Linked DNA regions of Mus musculus: region 1 is linked to region 2. The links are chromatin contacts, called in public Hi-C maps. All regions are on one chromosome and are shown on one strand. The core of a region is the stretch at or near the end of the contact, and the rest is flanking DNA. Distances in the headings are between cores, read along the strand shown. Region 1 overlaps Ep400 (E1A binding protein p400). Region 2 overlaps Ddx51 (DEAD box helicase 51).

What was found. A called contact is a pair of places that touch in the nucleus more often than the background predicts.
Region 1: a contact with region 2 is called in a Hi-C map of the STO cell line, with 2.2 times the contacts expected there. The contact joins two enhancer-like sites. A contact is called at or near these places in 9 of 39 promoter capture datasets (the C10 cell line, the HPC-7 cell line, cranial neural crest and 6 more), 32 of 484 Hi-C or Micro-C datasets (the AML12 cell line, the AtT-20 cell line, B cells and 20 more), 4 of 115 datasets of contacts at active chromatin or transcription factors (all in embryonic stem cells) and 3 of 9 other capture datasets (adipose tissue, liver and pancreatic islet).

What each region holds. Positions count from the first base shown.
Region 1 is chr5:110,737,515-110,742,016 of GRCm38.p6, reverse strand. It overlaps Ep400 (E1A binding protein p400), which reads left to right. Exons shown (of 52, transcript NM_029337.2): 3 at 1-47; 4 at 1,728-1,835; 5 at 2,336-2,721. Among named protein-coding and RNA genes, the nearest start is that of Gm22583, 17 kb to the left of the region's middle. Within about 2 kb of position 2,251, at least 10 of the 459 cell types and tissues checked have an H3K27ac peak or open chromatin away from gene starts, as enhancers often do. A contact at or near this core is called in the STO cell line, where this site is marked.
Region 2 is chr5:110,657,439-110,661,353 of GRCm38.p6, reverse strand. Ddx51 (DEAD box helicase 51) reads right to left here. Exons shown (of 15, transcript NM_027156.3): 15 at 858-3,773. The coding sequence ends at 3,747. Among named protein-coding and RNA genes, the nearest start is that of Ddx51, 5.9 kb to the right of the region's middle. Within about 2 kb of position 1,408, at least 32 of the 459 cell types and tissues checked have an H3K27ac peak or open chromatin away from gene starts, as enhancers often do. A contact at or near this core is called in the STO cell line, where this site is marked.

The DNA.
Region 1 (4,502 bases), core at 1,002-3,501, 80 kb before region 2:
CACAGAAGCCGACCCCTTTAAGAGGCAACAGGTGATGCCACCCACAGGTATGCCCAGCATGACTAACAGTGCAGTGGCAGTTTAGTTGCCACGTGTTTCTAAAGAACTTAATTTCTACTTTCAAAGTTAATTTTTGTTTGGGGTATTATCAACTAAAATATTTGCATAAGTTTTTATCTGTATTGAAGTTAGAAATTTATCAGTTGATTCTGTACATTCCATCTAACTTCCCATGAACAACCATTATGGTATAGCTCACTGTTATCATTGCCTAGTCGCCTTTGGAAGCATTGATTAATTGGTTGGTTTTTGAGACAGGGCTACTTTGGGTAACCTTGGCTAACCAAGGATTACCAAAATCCTTGGATTGCTCTGTAGACCCAACTGGCCTTAAACTTAGAGATACTTGCTTTCCTCTGCCTCCCAAGTGCTGGAATTAAAGCATGTGCCACCACTGCCTGGTGGAAGTTTCTTTTTAAGCTGGCTTCCCCCTCGATCCATAATATTTTGATACCTTTCCCCCCCTCTTTTTTTAATGTGAGAGGCTCAAGAAGGTGACACATAGCTGCCTCTGATTTCATGTCTGCTTCTGTAACCACTGCAGGGATCACTGTCAGTATATTGTGATTCTCACAGATGTTACTCTGTTCAGGCTCAACATTTCCTTACAGATGAGTCATTGTGAAAAAATTCAGATATAAACATATAGACAGAGTTACTTAAAAAAAAAATTGGCCATAATAGGTAACTTTCCCACTTCATGCATGTGAAAATCCTGTAGTCGGCACCATGGCACCATGTTCCATTGTGTGGATGAACCTTTAATAAGAGTAAGAGCTCCTCCTATTGCTACTGCTACTACGGTTATCATCATCATCATTATGTACTGTCCCATGAGACCTGGTTGGTCTGTAACTCTCAGTGTAGCTTAAGTTGGCCTTGAACTTGGAGGGACCCTCCTGCCTCTGGCTCACTAGTGCTTGGGTTTACAGCTGTGTGCTACTGCACATGGCTTTAGACAGTTGACTTTTATCAGTCAGTCTTTTCTAGTCTTAGTTATCCCCATTTTTTTTTTTTAAATCAGGATGAACAGAGACTTAACATTTAGTCTGAAATGTTCATTTGTCATATCTGGTAGCTGATCTAAAGGAACAGCCTCCCAGGTCCTTGAGGAATAAGATGTAGTGCTGCTGACAGATTGCCTGCCAGCAACATGTCCAGTTCCATTACTGTCAGTAGTCTCTGGTTCTCTCATATCTATCCATTTTCCTTACTTTAATAAATCTTGTAATCTTTGGTGGTTGACCTAAAGGTAAAGTCATACCTCCTGTTCTGATGTGGATATCTGGTTTTGAGTAAGGTTGTACAGGAGCTTTTATTGCTTATTAACTATTTGTGACTCTGTTCTTGGCTCTCTATTGATGTTCTCTGTCCATTGTCCTGGGCATTGAAACTTCTCATGTTATTTGTGAGTGCTTTGAGAATGGTTAAGTGAGCCTCTGCCAGGCACGTGTTGCAATGTCTCTCAGTTCTTGTCCTTTGGCCTTTGTATGATGCCTTTATTTGTACTTGCAAAATTTTAATGAAACTATATCAACCTATCCCTTACAGTATAGAAGGGCTTCCCTTTTCAAAGATTAAAAAAACACTTATATATGTTTTTTTCCCTACTACTTCTATGGTTTTATTTTTACATGAAACAACACCTTTCTTGAAAATTATTCTAGAGCAGTCTAAGAGACCTCGTCTTGAAGTGGGTCATCCAGGGGTAGTTTTCCAGCATCCAGGGGTGAATGCAGGAGTCCCTCTGCAGCAGTTAATGCCAACAGTCCAAGGTAAGACCCAGCAGTAGAACAGTGCTCTTAGCTTGTCATCAGGGAATGCCCACAACCTAGAGCCCAGCCCACATTGGAGCCATGCAGTCAAGGGAGACTAATAGATGTGGAATTTCCCACATGGGAACATGTCTCTGCACTCCAGTCAATTCAGTATTGAGAAAGCCCCCAGAGACAGGTTCTTGACATTCTAGTGGAAGCCATACATCTGCATTGTGCTTTCTGGTGATTTTATTTCTGTGTTCCTAATTGCTACTGCTGTCAGATACCTTGTGATTATTTAATGCTTGTTTTGCTTAGTACTAACTCGCAATAGTTGGGTGCATTCTTTCCTTCTTTGTGTGCTCATCCTGACCTTAGGTCTGCTCTAGGACACTCCCATTTTGACTGTAACAGTTCTCATGTGAGAGGTAGAATGTCCAGTGTGTGTCCTTGTGACTCATTTGGTAGAAGCTGCTATGCACTAAGGTCAGTGCTTTGGGCTCTTTCTTATTTTTCAGGAGGGATGCCCCCAACTCCTCAGGCCACACAGCTCACTGGACAGAAGCAGAGTCAGCAGCAGTACGACCCTTCCACAGGGCCTCCTGTGCAGAACGCCGCCAGCTTGCATACCCCACCACCACAGCTTCCTGCGAGGCTGCCTCCGGCCAGTGTCCCAGCCACAGCCCTCCCTTCCACCTTACAGTTTTCACAGCAGTCACAGATGGTGGAGGCTTCAACTCAGCTCCAAATCCCTGTGAAGACTCAACAGCTAAATGCCCCCATCCCTGCCCCCCTGCCCAGCCAGCTCCCTGCTCCTTCTTCACAGCCCGCCCAGCCGGCCCTACATGTTCCGATGCCCGGGAAGGCGCAGATGCAGACATCTCAGCTTTCCTCCCAGACCCAGGTACTCTGTGGACATTGGCTGTTTTACTAGTGAGGTACAGAAGAAAAGAGGAAACAGTCTGCAGAGGTGGCTTGGCTTGCTGTCTAGGTATTTGGTAGGGTGGTCTGCGCTGAACCTGCACGTTCCTGGAAGCAGCTTTACCTGCCCTCTTAGCACAGTTGGTTATTGTAGAAGTTGCAAATTAATTTTATTTGGCTTTGTAATAACAATCATTAAAGTAATAGAAAACCATTATTATTGTTGCTGTTAGTAGAGAAAGCCTCGACCTGTTGAGTTACATGCTATTCAGAGGGTGTTGTATTCGTCACCCCATTTGGTCTTTTGGGAACTATTAGATGGTGACCAATTTTACCAGTCTTGAAAGTTGTGAGACTGACCCAAAGAGATGAAGTGACAATTCAGTGTTGACTCTAGCTTTGATCAAGGGTGAAGCCCGGTTTTTCACCATCAGCTAGACTTTCTCCTTTGCTTTTTTTCCAGTGCTATGAATTCCACCAGTGTGGACATCACTGTGCCTGTTATAATGTGAGCATGGTGGTCCTCCTCACTGATTTTTTTTTTTCACCTGTGTGGGTTTGTGAATACTTCCCCTAGTTCCTGGAGAACATCCAGTGAGATGGCGCAGTGTGGGCACACCAGCTGTAGACCATGGGTGGGAGTCAGTGCCGGTCCCCTCTGCTCTCACCTTCCTCATGTTAATAATGGAGCTACTCAGAAGAGCTTTAAGTACCAGTTAGGATATACACTAAGGACTTAAAACTGATGAGAACAAAATGGGAAGAACAATCTGGACTGATGGCCATGAGCTGTGGTAATGAGTTCATGGGCGGTTAGTTTTTCTGCTTAGCAATTCTGTGAGGTGGAATTGCTATTCCCATTTTCTGACAAGTTCAGGCCACAAGCTTACAATCTTGCCATGTCATCAACTAAGTGGTAGGGCTCTGTGTAGTTATTGGGTTATTCTAGAGCCTTGAGGCAGGCAGGTATTGAGGCTTCCTACACACTTGGTTAGGGAAGGATGGTGGTTCCCCCCAGGGCTACTAAACTCTGTCCCCACGGCTGGCTTGTGGCTGGCAGACTTTCTATCTTATTCTTTCTTTTCTTTCCCTTTTTCTCTCTCCCACCCTTCCCTCTCTAAAGAGGGTTTTCTCTGTATCCCTGGCTGTCCTGGAACTCACAGGCTTGCCTCTGCCTCCTAAGTGCTGGTGGGAGTAAAGGTATGCACCACTACACCTGGCTCCTTGTGGCTTTTGTGAGAGTGATCTTTTTTTCACTTGGAGTCACAGTCCTGACTTAGAGCAGCACTGGGTTTTCTTACCTTTATTTTCTGCCTTTGTTGATAAAAGGATTGTATTAGTCAGGGTTCTCTAGAGTCACTACAAGGATCAATTATGATAGATGAGTTTTAAGAAACTATACAGGGATGGAGAGGTGATTCAGTGGTTAAGAGCACATTCTACTCTTGCAGAGAAGACCTGAGGTCAACTTAAACCATCCACATTGGATGGTTCACAATGTAAAAGACCAGTTCCATGGGTTCTAACATCTTCTGACCTTCAAAGGCACCTATATTCGTGTGCATATCCATATCCATACAGAGACACATATATAAATAAAATTTTTTAAAAAAAATAAAATAAAACGAAACCATAAATCTATAGAAACCCATTACTTAGACCTTATAACACAGGTCTGTAATAACAGCTACATGAGAGGTTGAAGCAGGAGAATTGCAAGTTTAAGGCTGTGTTGGCAAGCTTACAGACCCCGTTGTAAAAGAG
Region 2 (3,915 bases), core at 159-2,658:
CAACTGATGAAAAAAATGCACCTTTACACAATGGAATTTTCAGCGGTTTTAAAACATCATTCGAGCCGGGCGTAGTGGCGCATGCCTTTAATTCCAGCACTCGGGAGGCAGAGGCAGGAGGATTTCTGAATTCGAGGCCAGCCTGGTCTACAAAGTGAGTTCCAGGACAGCCAGGGCTATACAGAGAAACCCTGTCTCGAGAAAAAAAAAAAAAAAAAAGCAAAACAACAACAACAACAAAACATCATTCAAGTGATTAGATATGGCTGGGGCTGAATACAGCTCAGCAGTTAAGAGCACTGACTGCTCTTCCAGAGGTCCTGAGTTCAACTCCCAGCAACCACATAGTGGCTCACAACCATCTGTAATGGCATCTGATGTGCTCTTCTGTGATTAAAGGCCTTTTAAAAGACCTTCTGTAGATATGTTTTATGTAGCCCTGATTGTCCTGTAACTCATTCTGTAGACCAGGTTGGCCTGAACTCAGAGATTCACCGTTCTCTGCCCCCAAGTGCTGGGATTAAAGGTGTGGGCCACCAAGCCAGGCACCAACCGTTTCCTTGAAAATTATAATTTTTTTCTTCAACATATCCATGTACAACTGGTGCCCTTTGGTGCCCTTAGAGGATATTAGAGCCTCTGGAACTGGAGTTGTAGACAGTTGTAAACCATGTGGGTTCTAGGAACCAAACCAAACCCTATTCAAGTAAATGCTCTTAACTGCTGAGCCTTCCCTAGTTGCTCAACCACTTTCTGATTAAATCTCAGGCTTACTCCATGAAATAGTAGGTGCTGTTAATGGAGCCAAGAATCTGTGGCTGTATAAGTCACAGGCTTGAGCACAGGGTAAAATGAGCACAGGGTAAAAAATGACTTTTAATGACACTGCTATCCCCATAGGTAGGTGTACTGCCAACTTTCATCAGAAAAGCTTTCAGATGACAGCTGCTCAACAAGTCCAGAGTGAGAGTGTGTGTGTGGAGTGTTGACCTCTAAGTGGAACATTTCACACCTCTCTGTCCAAGCTCAGGGATCTTTAAGGAAGAGGGTACAAAAAAATTTAAGAGCCAGAGGCAGTACATAACTTCAAGGGAAAATGCTTTCAAGACACAATAGAGCAGTAAGGCATATGAACTCACAGAGACTGTGATGGCATGCACAAGACCTGTATAAGCTGAGGAACTACTGTTATTACTGCTACTGAAAGAGGGACTCAGTTTTCTTTGGTAGTGTGACCCCTAGTAGGCTGACCACATTGCAGGGCAGGAACCACACTCCATAATACAAATCAATTCAATGGGTTTAAACAACAACAGAAAACCTTGGGGCTAGATGGGTGGGGAGGTGAGAGTAAGGATGGATATGGGAGAAAAGGGTGTGTGTGTGAATATGATCAAATTTCACTGTATGAAATGCTGAAAGCATTAGTAACACAATGTTGATTACTCAAAAGGAAGTCTGACCTTCAGACCAGACTTCTCATCAGCAAGATCTTTCAGTTTTGGTCTGTGAAAATCCTAGCTCTAATAACTCACATTAAAACCATCTGTATCTGGCTAGGAGTGAAGGTGGCACAGGCCTTTAATCTCAGCATTCAAGAGGCAGAGGCAGGAGAGTTCAAGGCTGCTGGTCTACAGAGCAAGTTCCAGAACAGCCAGGCTATGCAGAGAACCCTGCTCAGTAAACAAACATTTTTTTAAAAAAACCAGCTGTTTTCAAAAATCAACTGTGACTACCCTGTGAGAGATCAGTATTTACCCATAAAGGCTGTGATTTAAGGGACACAATGATGGGCTGGAGAGATGGCTCAACAGTTAAGAACACTGGCTGCTTTTCCAAAGGACCCAGGTTCAATTCCCAGCACCTAAATGGTAGATCATAATTGACTGTAACTCAGTCCCCCTCTTCTGGTTTCCATAATGGACTGCAAACACATGGTACACAAATAAACATGCAAACAAAATAAACATTAAAAAAAAAAAAGAATCAGAATGACACCGGCTACTTTGACTCTCTCAGTTTTGGGTACTACTCCCCAGTGAGCAACCTCCCACACAGCAAGAGGCTAGGGTCAGATGCAAATTCCACAGAGCTATGGTCCAGGGCAGAGAAAGCTGTAAGGTAACCACTACAGGCCTGGGAAACAAACAGGCCCTATAGTGTGATGAGTGAGTTACTCCAAATGTTTCACTGTCTTGTGTCCTCCTGTGGGGTAGCTTCAGTGGCTTCTACCTGGCAGGGTTAATGTTGACATGAGCCCACGTTTGTTTCGGTGCTTCTGTGGAAACTATTCCCCCAGTTTTAACCTCTTCTGCAAAATGCCTGATGCTGTTGTCAGTCTTGAACCTCCCACAATGGCTTTGCCTACTTTATTCCTACTATTAGGCTCTACCTAAGATTTTGTTAGAAAACAGGCATTTCCTTAAAACAAGCTTTGGAAAAACATTTCCTGGGCCCAACACACATGAACCAAACCTCATAACTGCAATCCTCATGCACTTTATATATCGGTTTGGTCTAATTACAAGTTATTAAGCTTGTTCTAACACTGTGAACACCCAGTCAGCTATCCTAGCATCTATCCCTTTTAGTATCACCAATTCAGATAGAAAGCCAGCACATGATCTTACTAACCTAATCTTGGCAGACAGTGTTTGGGAGATCTCTGGGTGTAGGGGAAGGGTCTGATCCTGTGAGAAAGAAAGTGATGCTAGCTTGGGTCTAGGGCAATGCATGTTCTGAAAGGTCACAGAAGAGGCAAAACCAAGGCAACTGGAACAAGGCACCAGTAAGGGAAGCCAGGGCTGTGGTAGCTTCAGATTTAAAAAGGACTTGGACAGGGACACAGAGATGGCTCAGTAATTAAAGCTCTTGTAGAGGATCCAGCTTACAACTGCCTGTAGTTCCAGTTCTAGGGGATCCAACAAACACTTCTGGCTTCCTTGGGCACTAGGCATATATGCTATACAGACATACATGCAGGTAAACACTCATATATGTGAAATTTAAAAGGGAGGGAGGCCTGGTTAAAGCTGTGGGAAGCTTCCCCTTATCCAAGTTCCAAGGGCCTGAAGATAGTACCCGTAGCCTGTGCCTAGGTGTTCTGGGTTAGAGGAGTAGTTAAGTGGCTGTGTTGGAGCTATCGGGAATTTGTATAGGTTCAAGTGATCCATTTATTTTTTTCTGAATACAAATGAAAATGTTTATCTTTTTTGATACACTGACTTTTTAAAAACAGGCCTTCTTAAAAGCACAGGTAAGCGCTAATTCTCCTTGACTATATATATTCAGGGAAGGACTCTCACATCATTTAAGAACTTAAATGGGTGGGAGGCTAATTATAAAGTACAATCTTGAAGACTAGTAGCCAAGGAAGTATCTTCAAGGCTGCTGCCAACCTGTTCTTGGGCTCCAGTGACTTGCCTGGGGCAGGCTCGCCATAGCTTCTCTGTAGACAGGAGACGCTAACGTATAAGCACTTTGATCACCACAGTCCAGTCACCATAGTGTTTGCTCACACTCCAGAAGGCATCCTTCAGCTTCACCTGAGCTTATTTCCCAAGACCAACTGGACACCAGCAGTCCAACCCGAGAGCCATTACTTTTCAGGACGAGGCCACCATCTAGGCTGCATCAACCAAGACGACCAGATGCCCACGGCACTGGGGAGAAGGGTTGTTTCCACTGGAACCCCAAGGAACTTATCTTCTGTTCGCACGATCTTCCCTCCAGGGCCCTGTTCTCATCTAGGCTGCCTTCAGTTTCTGCTCCTCCTGTGGAGGGAAAACGAGCTTTGCACCATTTCATCCCTACTGCTAGCTACAGCCCCCTAGCCCTACACCTGAGAGACAACAGACATCATGCTAAAGGAGGCACCTCCCATGGCATGAGGCTGCTTCCTGCTTGCCTCCCTCT